Linked DNA regions of Mus musculus: region 2 is linked to region 1. The links are chromatin contacts, called in public promoter capture Hi-C maps. All regions are on one chromosome and are shown on one strand. Each heading gives the region's core, a stretch centred on a gene start, on an enhancer-like site or on the middle of the called end of the contact. The rest is flanking DNA. Distances are from core to core; before and after follow the strand shown. Region 1 holds the start of Nt5dc1 (5'-nucleotidase domain containing 1). Region 2 holds the start of Ascc3 (activating signal cointegrator 1 complex subunit 3).

Region 1 (7,048 bases), core at 1,668-4,167:
TTCTCCTTCTCCTTCTCCTTCTCCTCCTCGTCCTCCTCCTCCTCCTTCTTCTCTTTCTTCTTCTATTTTAAGCTCCCATCTACATTTCTGGACTAAAACTCCTTTCTCAACTCACCCTCCTATCTTCTTTCTCTGAATTTGAGAGTCAAGAACCCAGAGCTACTAATTCTGTGAAAGTTTTGTTTACCTGTGACTTTGTGACACCATAATTCTTGAGTTCAAGCCCTTCTGAAGCTAGGATGCCCTGACCTCTTCAAGGACCCTACTTTTACACTCATGGACCCCAGTTTCCTACATCAGTGTGAGCTACAAAAAAGCCTGCCTTTTCTCTTCACAGACAGTAAAGAATGGAGGATCTCAGTGGTCTTTAATCTCTGATTACTGACACGCTCAATTTTCTAGAGGACTTTCTCCTGTTCCTATTCCAGATTTGTTTGAGGCTCATTATAACAGAAAAGTTGTCAATGTGATTTCAAATGAGTCCATTAGGTATTATAAGCAAGCACCCTAACTAATTGCACTATCCATTGAACTATAATTAACAGAACTAATTTGGTCTATTTACCTTCTAAGAGTTAGTATCTGTAAGGGTTAAGTGAAATTCTCAACTATTTATATCATTATGCCATTTCAATTGCTCTTTCTCACTAGAGAAAAGTTTTTTTTTTAATTTAGAGTAACAGTATGAAGATTTGTATTTTCTCATTTAAATGGAGAAGTATGAGACAAAAAAAGACTTAATATACTTGTTTTTTCACATGCAGAGGCTGAAAGTTAAATGGTTCTGACATCCTTTGTCCCAACTGTATTGAGTTTTCTGAATCTAAAATAGTGTAATCCTGAATCAGGCAAATCATCACTCCTACCACTCTGTACTGCCTGCTCACAAAAGTTCTGGGTACAAAACTTTTTTTTTTTTTTTGATGAATTCCATTCATCAATGACATTTTTGATGTCTTCATAGAAAAACTCAATTAAAAGCAGGATAATCAAATAACCACCAGTGTAATGGGCTATTTCCTGGTTGTTAGCTTGACTATATCCGAAATGAACTACAATCCAGAACTGGAGGGCTCACCTGTGATCCAGATTTTGAGGCTGGAAGACACAAGTTTCTGATCTGGCTCTTGTCATGGAGATCTTGAGACATGATGACCGTGAAAAGCTTAGGCTCAGGCAAGGTAGTACAGGCCTTTAATCCCAGGAGACTGAGGCAAGGTGATATCTGGATTCAAGGTCAGCCTGGGACAAAGCAAGTCCTAGATCCAGGCATGGTGGTATGCACCTTTAATCTGAGCCACACTTTCTCATAGAAGCCTACCCAGGGACATTGGAAGAAGGAAGATTCACTCTTTTTCTTTTTCTTTTTTATTAATATTTTTTATTACTACGTATTTTCCTCAATTACATTTAGAATGCTATCCCCCATACCCCCCACACACACACACTTCCCTACCCACCCATTCCCATTTTTGGGCCCTGGCATTCCCCTGTACTGGGGCATATAAAGTTTGCGTGTCCAATAGGCCTCTCTTTCCAGTGATGGCCGACTAGGCCATCTTTTGATACATATGCAGCTAGAGTCAAGAGCTCCGGGGTACTGGTTAGTTCATATTGTTGTTCCACCTATAGGGTTGTAGATCCCTTTAGCTCCTTGGATATGTTCTCTAGCTCCTCCATTGGGGGCTTTGTGATCCATCCAATAGCTGACTGTGAGCATCCACTTCTGTGTTTGCTAGGCCCCAGCCTAGTCTCACAAGACCTACTTCTACAGAAGACCAGTTCAAACAACTAGCCTCACGGGACGGAGCAACTACCAAACTCTTCGAATTCCTATTAACAGTTGACCAATGCTCGGTGAGTTGAACTACAGACTATAAGTCATCACAATACATTCCTTTAATATATAGAGAACTCATTCCATAAGTTCTGTGTCTTTAGAGAACCCTGACTAATACAACCAGCCTTGGTGTTTTTGGTAAGGTGGTCTTCCATAATACGTAATATATTTTTTAATGCATTCCAATGGCTGAAATGATGCCAGGAATGTCTTTCATGTCTTATTACCAAACTATAGAGTAATAAAGCTGTTGATTCAACTTTCAAAGTCCACTTACCAAACTGTATGCTAAAGGGGTCTGTATTAGTCAGAGTTTTACTGCTGTGAACAGACACCATGACCAAGGCAAGTCTTATAAAAAACAACATTTAATTGGGGCTGGCTTACAGGTACAGAGGTTCAGTCCATTATCATCAAGGTGGGAGCATGGCAGCATCCAGGCAGGCATGGTGCAGGCAGAGCTGAGCGTTCTATGTCTTCATCCAAAGGCTGCTAGTGGAAGACTGACTTCCAGGCAACTAGGGTGAGGATCTTATGCCCACGCCCACAGTGACACACCTATTCCAACCTGGTCACACCTATTCCAACAAGGCCACACCTCCAAATGGTGTCACTCCCTAGTCCAAGAATATACAAACCATCACAGGGTCCAACAGTTATTTGTGCTCATAATTTTCTCACACACTGCTCCCACACTCAAGCCTCAAGGGATGAGGTTTCACTGGTATCATTTAGTAGTGTGGCGCCTGAAAAATGAACGAGAATTCCCACTAATTCTGTGAAACCTTAAGCTACATTAAGGACATTGGCTAGCAGGGTCCTAGTTGAGCATTTTAGCTCCTGCTGCACTGTACTAGCTGGAAGCAAGCCGTGGAACTGGCCTGAACCAGCCAGCAAAACTGGGGCGATCCAGGAGGCAGACAGGCCACTGACTTGGAGACGCGGGAGTGTGCTCAGAACCCGCCCTACTTGACTAGCTCCTCCCGACCAGACCACGCCCCGCCCGTCTGTCTTATATAAGCCTCCGCCCCGCCAAGCTCCGCCCCGTCAAGCCCCGCCCCGTCAAGCCCCGCCCCGCTCCGCGTCCTGCCTGCGAGTTACGCTTGTAGAGTCCCGGCAACTTCTCGCATGCTCTACCGGCCTTCCGGTCTGCGTTACCCGCCGCTGCCCTGCCATGGCTCAGCACTTCTCCCTGGGCGCCTGCGACGTGGTCGGCTTCGATCTCGACCACACGCTGTGCCGCTACAACCTGCCCGAGAGCGCCCGGGTGAGTGGCACGGACAGCCTCTAAAGGCGGCTGTGTAGAGTGTCGTAGGTCCCCGGCCGCTGGGCGGAAGTGTACTTTCAGGGGTTCTGCGGTCTTGAGGAGGAAGCCAGGGGCAGAAGATAGCGCAAGACCGAGCCGGGAAGCCGACTTGTAGAACCCTGAAAAAGCGGGGTCAGGGGCTTTGTGTGTCATTTGTTGATCCCAGGCCCTATTATTTTTTCCAACTCCTCTGGGCACCAGCTGAGTGGGTACAGCCACTTGTTTTGAACTTCAAGAAAACATGGCTGCATCTTTCCTTTTGCACACCCAAGTAATCACCTGTCAGAGTTTAAGTATTTCATACAGGGAGAGACTGTATAATAAATAGTATTGTGAGAAACACTGGGAGAAGTCGTTAACATCTTAGACCTCCTTTTGTCTTTACCAAGAGAAGAAAACAAGCATTTATTGTGCACGTACTACTTGATCTGTGCGTTTTAAATAAAGTTGTAATCTCAACAGAATCTACCCAGAATATGAGGGGATTAGATTGCTTTATTTGTAGGCTTATACCCTCATCTTAATCGCCCTGCTTTCTCTGACCCTTTGGGTTCACAAGAAACTAAAGAATTAAGAATATCACAGTGAGAAGTCTAAGCAGGACTCTGCAGTCAAAGTCCCTGGTTCGGGACCCTGGCACCAAGTGCCTAGCCCTGTGACACTGGGCAAATAATCTGGGTTCCTTCTCAATTAACCTTTCGAGGATTAAGTGTGCAGCCGATTGTTTGCTATTACGGTTAGCACCCACCACATCACTAGTGCAGACCACAGTCAGTGTAGTCCTGTCAGTGCCCCAGTTGGTCAGATTCTCCAAAATCAAAAATGAGGCTCCTGAATCACTCCGGTGTGTTTTCAAGCATACAGATGCTTTAAAAAAAAAAAAAGGTGTGTGTCCCTGCTGGGGCTCTGTTTTGCTTGCCAGTTGCACAGATCTCATTTCCTTTCTCATAGTTTAAAGACATTTAAGTCTTGGTCCTTTGGCTACTCTTTCAGAGTGTTCTCTGGGTGCTAATTTCTTTCCTTCCACGGCGTTCAGATTCCAGTCTGGTTCATCTTATGCCCTTCATCTGTATTCACTGTCGTTCATGGAGAATGTTGTTTAACCTCTGTCATGTTAAAAAGCCAGTTTTGTGCGTGTGTGAGCATACACATTTTAGGATAGAAGATTCAGAAGATACTCTACTGCAAGTTTTGAATCGCAGTGCTGATTAAAGGCTGAAAACGATACCCTGGTGAATCTTGGTTATGCTTGGTATAGAAATCCTAAGTCTCACCGAGTGCTGAACACCAGGACATAGTTAGGGACACACATCAACCACACACAAGTAGGAGCCTCTCTGTGGTTAGCAACCTGTTACCAGAAAGACGATGTAAAGTTCTTTTGCATTCTTATGGGGGAGAGGAGTATTTGCCAAGGCTTGCTATTGCCTGTCCCGGAGGGAGGGTCTCTTCCCTTCCATTCAGTGTCTCTTCATCATGTGGGGTCTCATCTTAAGTACTTAAATTATGAAATCACCCTCCCACCGCCGTCCTTCTCTTCCCTCCTAGGAAGCCTTTTGTGTCACCACTTACAATTTCTTTAAACCTTACTTCTCCAAATGCTCAGCAGAAGCTTTATATATTCTAGTTACTCTTTGGACTCCCCCACCCCCAGCCCCCGAGAGCCTCTGTCTTCTGAGTTACAGAAAACAGTGTTTTCTATGTCTTGAGCATACTGGGCTTAGTGATTTACGATGTGGTTGGAATTAACTGAATATGATGACACAGTCACTTTTTTTCCCCCTTTTTGGTATGGTGTATGTATGTAAAAGTAGCTTTTGCTCCCCTCACGTCATTGTTGGCTTCATCTGCTAGTCTAGGCCTAGTCTTGGAAGGTTCTAGCCTATGTACAATCTTATCGAGGCCTAGAAGGTTTAGTCTCTGAGACTTACTGCTTTCTAGCTCTTTCTGAGCTTTAGCTGGCTGGTTCAACTTAACTGTTCTGGCTCAAAACTCCTCTCCAAACCGACTGCTTCCATCTGGCCTTTCTCTAGGCCTCTAACTGAATGCCCTGCCTGGCCTCAGACTAACTTTGGCAGTATGTTCTTAGCTGGCTCCTTCTCATTCTCTAACGTGTTCTGTGTTCACCTGTGTCTAGCTTGTTCTCTCTCTGCAACCTGTCTCTGTAAAACTCTCCCAGTTCTCTTTCTCTCTTTGCACAGCCCTTCAAGTAGCTTCCCTTTCCTCTCTCTTCTGCGAGTTGGGCATATCCTATTCTGTTGATTCATCACTTTATCTGCCACTCAATTAGATATCACTTTCAAACTTGGATGTTTCCTTCTAGAAACTAACTTTACCTTCATTGTTGGGATTAAAGGGGTGTATTTAGGGTGTATCTGAATTCCAGCCAGAGGGATTAAAGGTTTGTGCTAAGACTGAGCAACACCACAATTAGAAACAGAGGAATGCCAGGGCCAGGAAGCAGGAGTGGGTGGGTTGGGGAGCAGGGCAGGGGTGGGGGAGGGTATAGGAGGCTTTGGGGATAGCATTTGAAATCTAAATGAAGAAAATATCTAATAAAAAATGTCTTAATAAAAAAAGAAACAGGTTTTTTGGTTTTTTTGTTAGTTTGTTTGTTTGTTTTGTTTTCAGGAAATACCACATTCTCGGGTTCACAGTGTGACCAAATATCTTGCAACATGTGTATATATATATATGTATATGTATGTGTGGGTGTGCTTCACATGTGAAGGTCAGAGGGCTGTATCAGATGTCTTCTCCTGCACTCCACCTGTTTTGTTTTGTTTTGTTTTGTTTTGTAGACAGCATCTCTCAGTGAAGCTAGTTTTCCCATTTCAGTTGGACTGGGTGTCAGAAAGCCCACTGCATGTGTTTATCTCCTGCACTCCTTTCCCACTCTGGGATTATGGATGCATAGTACTGCACTATATAGCCACTATTCTACTACGCTCTCTGCTTATGTGAATCAGTTGATTTGTATTAGTTATTTTTCTCATTGCTGTGACCTAATACCATACAAGAAACAATTTAAGAAGGGATTTAATTTGGCCCTTTGTTCCTAGGGTTTTAGTCCATCCTGGCAACGCAGACATTGTTGTGTTTATAAAAAGATAAAGGAGAGAAGGAATATGTTTGGTGGATGTGTAGTCAGGTATGGGAAAGGGGGTGCCTCCACAGGCCCATGCTGAGTCATCTCTTCCCCCTGAGGGAATAGCCACCTGACAGTAGGGTGGGAGAGAGGGGGGGGCAGCCATGAGCATGTGGAGAGAGAGGGCAGAAAGGCATCTGCAGAGAGTGGAGAAGGGGACAGAGCTGGAGCAAGAAGGGAAGAGCAAGAGAGAGGAGGGGTAAGCAGCCCCTTTTATAGTGAATCAAGCACACCTGGCTGTTGCCAGGTAACTGTGGGGCGGAGCTTAAACAAAATGCTAACAGAATTAACAGCAGGAACATGAGGCAGATGGTCACATCAGATCAACAATCAGGAAGGAGAGAGATAAATGTTGGTGCTCCGCTGACTGTGAATGTGTGTGCACACATGATGAGTGCACATGTGGAGTCAGAGGACAGTTTATATGAGTTGGTTATCTCCTTCCATTGTGTGGGTTCTGGGAATTGAACTCAGGTTGTTGCAAGCACCTGTACCCACTGAGCCTTCCCTTCAACCCCTCCAGTTTATTTTTTATAAGTGAGTTTCTTCACTGAACCTGGCCAGTTCTAACTCATTGTTTCAGCTATGCTGGCTGGCCAGCAAACTTTGGGGAATGCTGTCTCTGCCTCCCTATGCTAAGGTTACAGTTTTCCAAGTATTGTATCCACTGAACCATCTTCCTGATTCTTCTACTGGCTTTAAAAAAATTTTTTTAAAGATTTATTTGTTTATTTTATGTATATGAGTACACTGT
Region 2 (7,048 bases), core at 1,902-4,401, about 16 Mb before region 1:
ACAACCCACAGAACAGGTCTTTACCAGTTGTACTTCAGAAAAGGGGTTAATATTCAGAATTTACAAAGAATTACAAAATTAAATACCAAGGAAATAACAGATGGGCTAAAGAACTGAACAGTGTTCAAAAAGAGAAACACCAATGACCAAGTTAGTTTAAAAGTCTTCAACATTTTAGTATTTTAAGAGCCAATGGGAAAATTCAAACTAAAACTTTAAGATAACACCAGTCAGAATACTGGTCATCAAGAAGTTTGATAACAAATGTTGGAGAGAATGTGGAGACAGGAACCCTTATTCACAGATGGTAGATATGCAAATTAATAGAGGCATTATGGGAATCCACTGGAAAGTCATCAAAAATATAACTAACATATGACCTATTTTACTCCTGGGTATCCCTGAAGAACTCCCAGTTATACCATATAGATAATTGTAACCCCATGTTTACTACTTTTTTTAATTAACTATAAAAAGAACACAGAACCAACCTTATTGTCCATCCACAAATGAAAATCGCTGTGTATGTGTGTGTGTATATATACACACACATACATATATACACTCACACACACATACATATACATAAGTATACATATATCTATACACACACACACACACACACATATATATGTATACATTCACACACACACACACACACACACACACACACATATATATGGCAATACTCAGAACTTATTCTCAACCTGTGGGTCACAACTCTTTGAAGGGTAACATATCAGCCTGAGTATCAGATATTTACATAACGATTCATAACAGTAGCAAAATTATAGTTATGAGGTAGCAACGGAATAATTTTATGATTGAGGGTCACCACATCATGAGGAGCTGTACTAAAGGGTTGCTGCATTAGGAAGGTTGAGAACCACTGGCTTAGAATGACCCATAGTGATGTCATATTATCTCAGAAAGAAAGAGAAACATGTCTTCTCTTATACTAAGCTACTAGCTTAGTGCCTCCCTCCTCCCTATCTCCCCTGAGTGTGTGTGTGTGTGTGTGTGTGTGTGTGTACAAATGTAAACATGCGTTCGGTGAACATATATAGAAGATTTAATATTAGGTGATAAAGGAGAAATGAAATCAAGTAATAGACATTGTAGAGCTTTTTTTCCATTTTAATTGTTATTTTTTTCATTTTTTGTGGGGAATAAGTGAGTTAAAATATATGTGCTAGTGAAAATGTAAAATTCAACGTAAAGCTCTACAGTTTCAGAATTCTCTAACTGTATAATACCTCCGTTGAGGTGGAGACTTCAGATATGGCTCATTGTTCCTCATGACATTTATTTACAAGTTCTTTGTAATGAAGTTTTGGGAGTACTTCATATTTTGGGTTTTCAGATTTGGAATTCTCAGATTCCTTATTGTCTCCTCTGTAATTCTTCATTTATTTCTGGAGATGTTCATGAGCTAAAATTTTAACTGCGCATACTCACTTTCTCAAAGTTGAAAACTGTACTTATACAAACTATCCTCAAGAAAGATGTATTAGAGTAAAAAGTTTATTCTGTTACCATATAGGCTCTTTATAAAAATGTTTTGTATGTAGACTTTCTATATCCTATGCCAGACATGAGGTATCAATACAACCAATGTAAATACTAGAAAAAAATGAAAACGCTTCCAGCCAGAAATTTGTTTCCAATTATTAATTTAAACATCCCTTCTAAAAGAGTGTTTGCTAGTTAACTATACAAAGTTCTGTGAGAACAGGGACTTTCTATGTCCTACACCTCCCACAGTGCTAGGGAATGAATGAAGAGTGAACAAATGAATGAATTAATGAATGAACCAAGTTTTTTAGAAAAAATTATTCAACAAGGATCAAGAAAACTAAGTCTTGCAAAATTAATTCACTCATGTAAATAACACTAAGCTACACTTAACTGACATCTCTATGAATATTTTAATGCAACACAGTATTATCTTTGTGGATGGCTTACTTATGCAGTGGGTTTCATAGAATAAAGTAATCCTTTTTTTTTTTTAGGTTTTTTTTTTTTTTTTTTTTTGAGGCAGTGTAGCCCTGGCTGTCCTAGACCAGGCTGGCCTCGAACTCAGAAATCCGCCTGCCTCTGCCTCCCAAGTGCTGGGATTAAAGGCGTGCGCCATCACGCCCGGCGCAACACCAGTATTATAATCGTCATGACGTGAAAAACTAAATACAAAACATGAGCTAGAGCACGTCCAGCCTAGACTCAGAAGCGGAATTTGAGAACAATCAAACTCAGAAAACAAACGTTTCAGCTTATGAATCTGAAAAGGGGGTAGATATAGTTGACTGTTCTAATTTTTATCCAGGAACAACAACAACAACAACAACAACAACAACAACAAAAACCACACCACAGGTAGCAATTAGACTGCACTTGTGATGCATATCAAACTCAGTAGACTGAACTTCTTTCTTTTAAAGGTAAAGGAAATTACAGCATCCTACCAAGAACCACTTCATCTACCCCCTTAGCATAGACACTTCTTTATTTAAAAAAAAAAAAAAATACATTCTAGAGTCCTCCGATTGTTAAATTCACCCACTGCCCTGAACTCCAGGACCCAAAGCACTCGCTCCTCTGTGTTGTGGGGGAAACCCAACCCAACAGATGTAGGCGAAGAACGACGTTGCTAGGAATGTGTAATATAAATAAGGGGAGAGGGAGGAGAAAAACAGGTTAAGCCTAGAACAGAAAATTTTTCATCTTGTGGCCATTCTGTCCTTACACGTGGGCAATCGCGCTGGAGTTTTCACCCCAACCCCCACCTACAAACTTAGGTGAGCCGGGACGCCCAGCCGAGGGATGACAGCTCGGTCCACCCGCGCTCTTCCGGACTCTGAGACCAGCCCCGCCCCGCCGCACACTCGGGCTCCGCCACCCGCGCCCTCCCTCTCCCTAGCTCACCTCAGCCCCGCCGCCACGCGCGCCTCCGGCCTCCTGGAGGTTTGCTTCCTCTTCTCACTCCGGCGGAGCGGAGCGGAGGGCTGCGCCCCGACCTCCTCCGCAGCACACGCGGGCCGGCGGGGGTCGCTCGCTGTCACGCCTTAGCGCGCGAGGGCTGCCCAGCTGGCACTGACCCACAAACCCACACACCCGCGCCGAGCGACGGAGGGGCGGGGCGGGCGCCGGCCATACGTCACCGACCGCGACGCCAACGTCGCCACGTCAGCACCCGGCCGCCCTCGGCCCCGCCCATGCGGGGGTTGGCGTCGGGTGGCGTACACGCTAGCAAGTTTCAGCTCAGTTTTAGTGGTCCGACTCTTGGTTCCCTCCGGCCGACTCCCTAATCCCCGCTTGGTTCTGATAATGGCACCGAGTAATTAATTCCTATTGAAGGCAGAAACCAGTGAGTCACAGTCCCGTGGTTACTAGATGGTTCCGCCCACCTGCTCTAGGCTCAAGTTTCGATTTCCCTGAGTTTCATTATTCTCCACTTTGTACTTCTGAAGTTGTTTCTGACCTTCGAAACAAAACATCTGACGATAGCCTGGTGCGACTGGCAAATTTAGAAAAGCTAGCCTAAAAAAACTGCATTGTTGTTAAGTTTGAACTGATGAGCGAGGATACAGATGTGGTATGCATTGTCATCCTACCCTTTCAGCCCATTCTTCCCGAGACAGTTGTCCTAAAACTCACCAGAACCCTGTTTTATAGAAGCAGCATTGGTTGAATAATAAACATAACTTGCCAAACCCACTGGAAGTTCTGTATACCAGACTGAGGTAAGAAGACCTCAATAGCGATAGAAGCATTTCAGAAATTAAAATGAGATAACGCAGATGAAAAGAATCATGAAGTATTAATGAAACTTGGTAAGATTCACTAAGAGGAAAAGTTACTGGACTGTCAGCAATATGAAAGACCCATCTGGTGATAAAGGTTTGTCTGGTATGACCTGAACTTTATGAGGAAAACAAACAAAAACCCTTCACATTCTGAGAGTCCCTTCTAATACAATCCAAGGAACTAAATGCACTGTAGAAGCAATATATGACCATCACAGTCTCTACATTTCTCTAAGTTCCCAGTCTCTACATTTTCTAAGTAGATGCTGAATGCTTACATAATAGGGATTTGGGGGGAGGGAGACGCATTTTAGGAGAATTACTGGCTGGTTTTGCTAAAAGTTAGTCCAGTCGCATGTAGCCTTTCAAGCGTTTACAGTCTAACTCATTTTATCACCAAACTACAACTGGTGATCCCAAAGACTCTTGGTCTCACTAGAGAAAGAATTCTAGGAGAGATACAGAAGAGACTTAAGCAAAAGCAAATTCATTATAGTAAAAAAGCAGAGGCAGATATTCCCAAGTGGGAAGGCCACCTGAGAATCCAAGCAGAGGTGATGTGAGTGGCATAGAAATATTTTGCTAATCTGAGATACATAATTGTGGAATTTTCAGAAACAGAGAGAGCATTTCCATGAAGCAGGCAGGGAAGGAAGAGGGGTTTGATCAAACATAGAATTATAGTACCAAGATTGCAATTTTGGAACAGCATGTATGTTAAAAACCGCAACTATAAATAAGATGCTAATTAATTTCCAGCTGAACTTTTGGGTCTCAGAGTCTCTGCAGCATGCAGATATTACTTGTATAGAGTACAACTGAAAGTAATATCATCCTGGCACTCAATCGAGCTAGATGAAGCCATCACTGTTGGGTTAGATTTATGTTTTATTTTTCACTCTCTCCTCTACCAGTAAATGAGACAAGATAAATAAGTAAAAAAGAAAAATGAAAGGAGTCTACATAGATAGTTTAGATTATACCCAACAGAGTTCCAGAGGATCAAAAAGATGAAAATTGAAAATGTACTACCTGACTCTCCTGTGCTATGCTCAAGCCACTAGCCAGATTTGGCTCTACAAAATAGAAATCTGACTTATTGGAATTAAGGTTTTCAAAATATATGCCATATTTTGAAAACTTAACGGGAAGGTGATTGTAAGCTATCAACTTTTTATTTATTTTAGATAAGCCTTTGTACATTGAGCCAAATGAAATGTAATTATTTCAGCCCTTACTTTTAAAATGTATATCTATAAACTTTAAAATGGTGCAGGTGACTTAAATTATACTTCTACATAGTACCAGAGTGGAAGGAAATAACTTCACTAGTTTCTTAAGAAATACCTTTGAACTCCTTTATTTTCTCAGGGATGTTTTTCAAATGTTTACTAAAAGACAATCTACTAAAGATGGCTCCTAGTTTGGAGAAAGAAGAATGTCTAGAAAGTTTTTTAACAAAGCTAAAAGCAAATGCAATCTGATAAATAGCAACCCTCCTGCCTATACTGAGAGGTTATTTCAGTATTTTTGTTATTTTCCATTTATCTTTGTGTGTTTGTGATATGTATGTGTGGGCACATTTGTGTGTGTGTGTGTGTGTGTGTGTGCGCGCGTAAGTCTTGTTGATACCTGAAACATTTTCTTCAGGACCTTTAAGTCTTTTCTTATGAAAGGAGCTGATAAAACTATGGGAAAATGTTTAGATACATTAGTCCAGCCACTAATCTTCAAACAGTAATATTTGTGCTTACATGAAGGCTAAGCAAAGTCTGTTAAACTTTTAAGCTTCTTCCTTGTACATCTTGCTACTTTCACAATGACAGCCAGGTTTTTATGACTTAATCCTTGATATACCTCAAGAGAAAGGTAAGATGTAACTGTAGTCTCCCAGGCTTACTGCCTCAGTTTGCTAACCTAGGCCTAGTCCTGGAAGCTTCTATTCTCTGTACAATCTAATCTAGGCCTAGAATGTTTTCAGCCTCTGAGACTTACTACTGAATAAATGCTCACCCTTTCTAGTTCTTTCTGAATACTGGCTGGCTGATTCAATTCAACTATTCTGGCTCAAACTCCTCTCCACGCTGACTGATTCAATTTAGTTTCCAGCCTGGCACTCAATCCATCAAGATGAAGCTGGGTTTCTCACTGAATTGCTCTGCTTGGCATCAAACTCACTCTAGCAATCTGTTCTAATCTTCTGGCTCGTTCTCATTCTCTGCCTCTGTTTTCACCTGTGTCTCACTTGTTCTCTCTATAACCTGTGTCTGTAAAATGTCCAGGTAAGACTGCCTCTGCACTCCACCAAATGCACTGCCACAAACTCAACTCCACTGCACTGACTCTCAACTGACTCCCAGATCACTGAATCAACTGAACTAACTGACTAGAACTCAGAGATCTGCATACTTCTGTCTCCTGAGTGTTAGGATTAAGGGTGTGTACCACCATGCCTAGACATAAGCTTTTCTTTACCTGAAACTTGCTCTACATTAGGTTGGACATGAAGTCAGACATCTGCTTGCCTCTGTCTCCAGGGATTGAAGGAGTGATGTATTCCAACTGGTTCACACAGACCTAGAAGGTCTTTGGATGTGATCCCCAAGCCAGAGCAACCATGTATCTGGATTAAAACTCCTCTACACCATCATTTCTTAAATCCAATTACAAGGCTGAGAAGAGAACAGAGCCACTGGAGTGAAAATTTGCCAAAGACTGAAAATTCATGAAAGTGGCTCTGAATTACTAATGGTAAAGCTTGAACATTGGGCTCAGGGGAAAGTACAGGTAAGCAGAGAATTTCAAAGATATAGAGTTACCTCTATGAATAATATGCCCTGCCATTCAGAAATTCACCATAACTCTTGGTGCCCAGAGTTTCTGGAGGGAATTCATCATATATACCTGATTGACATATTAGTGTAATACATCATGAGTTTGTACACTTAAAAATTCTAAATGGTTATGAAGAAGTTGATTTATTTGATAGGAGATTGACATTTCAAAGGAGTCATGGTGTTGCTTTGAGCTAGTAAATTTTCCAACACTGTAAAAACTAGAAAAACAATTTAAAAGGAAGAAAGGATTGTTTTGAATCCCAGTTTCAAATGATCTAGTTAAAGTTTGGCTGTGTCCATCAGTTTGGTGTTTTGATTATTATATGACAGAAGGAATTTCTTTTCTGGTCCAGTCAATTTGGAGTTCTGTAGGCTTCCTGTATGTTCATGGGCATCTCTTTCTTTAGG

What was found. Promoter capture Hi-C pulls out the DNA fragments that hold promoters and counts their contacts.
Region 2: a promoter capture Hi-C map of pre-B cells shows a contact between it and region 1. The contact joins the promoter of Ascc3 here to the promoter of Nt5dc1 in region 1. A contact is called at or near these places in 1 of 39 promoter capture datasets (pre-B cells) and 1 of 484 Hi-C or Micro-C datasets (CD4 T cells).

The regions. Positions count from the first base shown.
Region 1 is chr10:34,414,420-34,421,467 of GRCm38.p6, reverse strand. It overlaps Nt5dc1 (5'-nucleotidase domain containing 1), which reads left to right and starts at 2,917. Exons shown (of 12, transcript NM_176968.5): 1 at 2,917-3,107. The coding sequence starts at 3,015.
Region 2 is chr10:50,588,772-50,595,819 of GRCm38.p6, reverse strand. It overlaps Ascc3 (activating signal cointegrator 1 complex subunit 3), which reads right to left and starts at 3,151. Exons shown (of 42, transcript NM_198007.2): 1 at 2,923-3,151.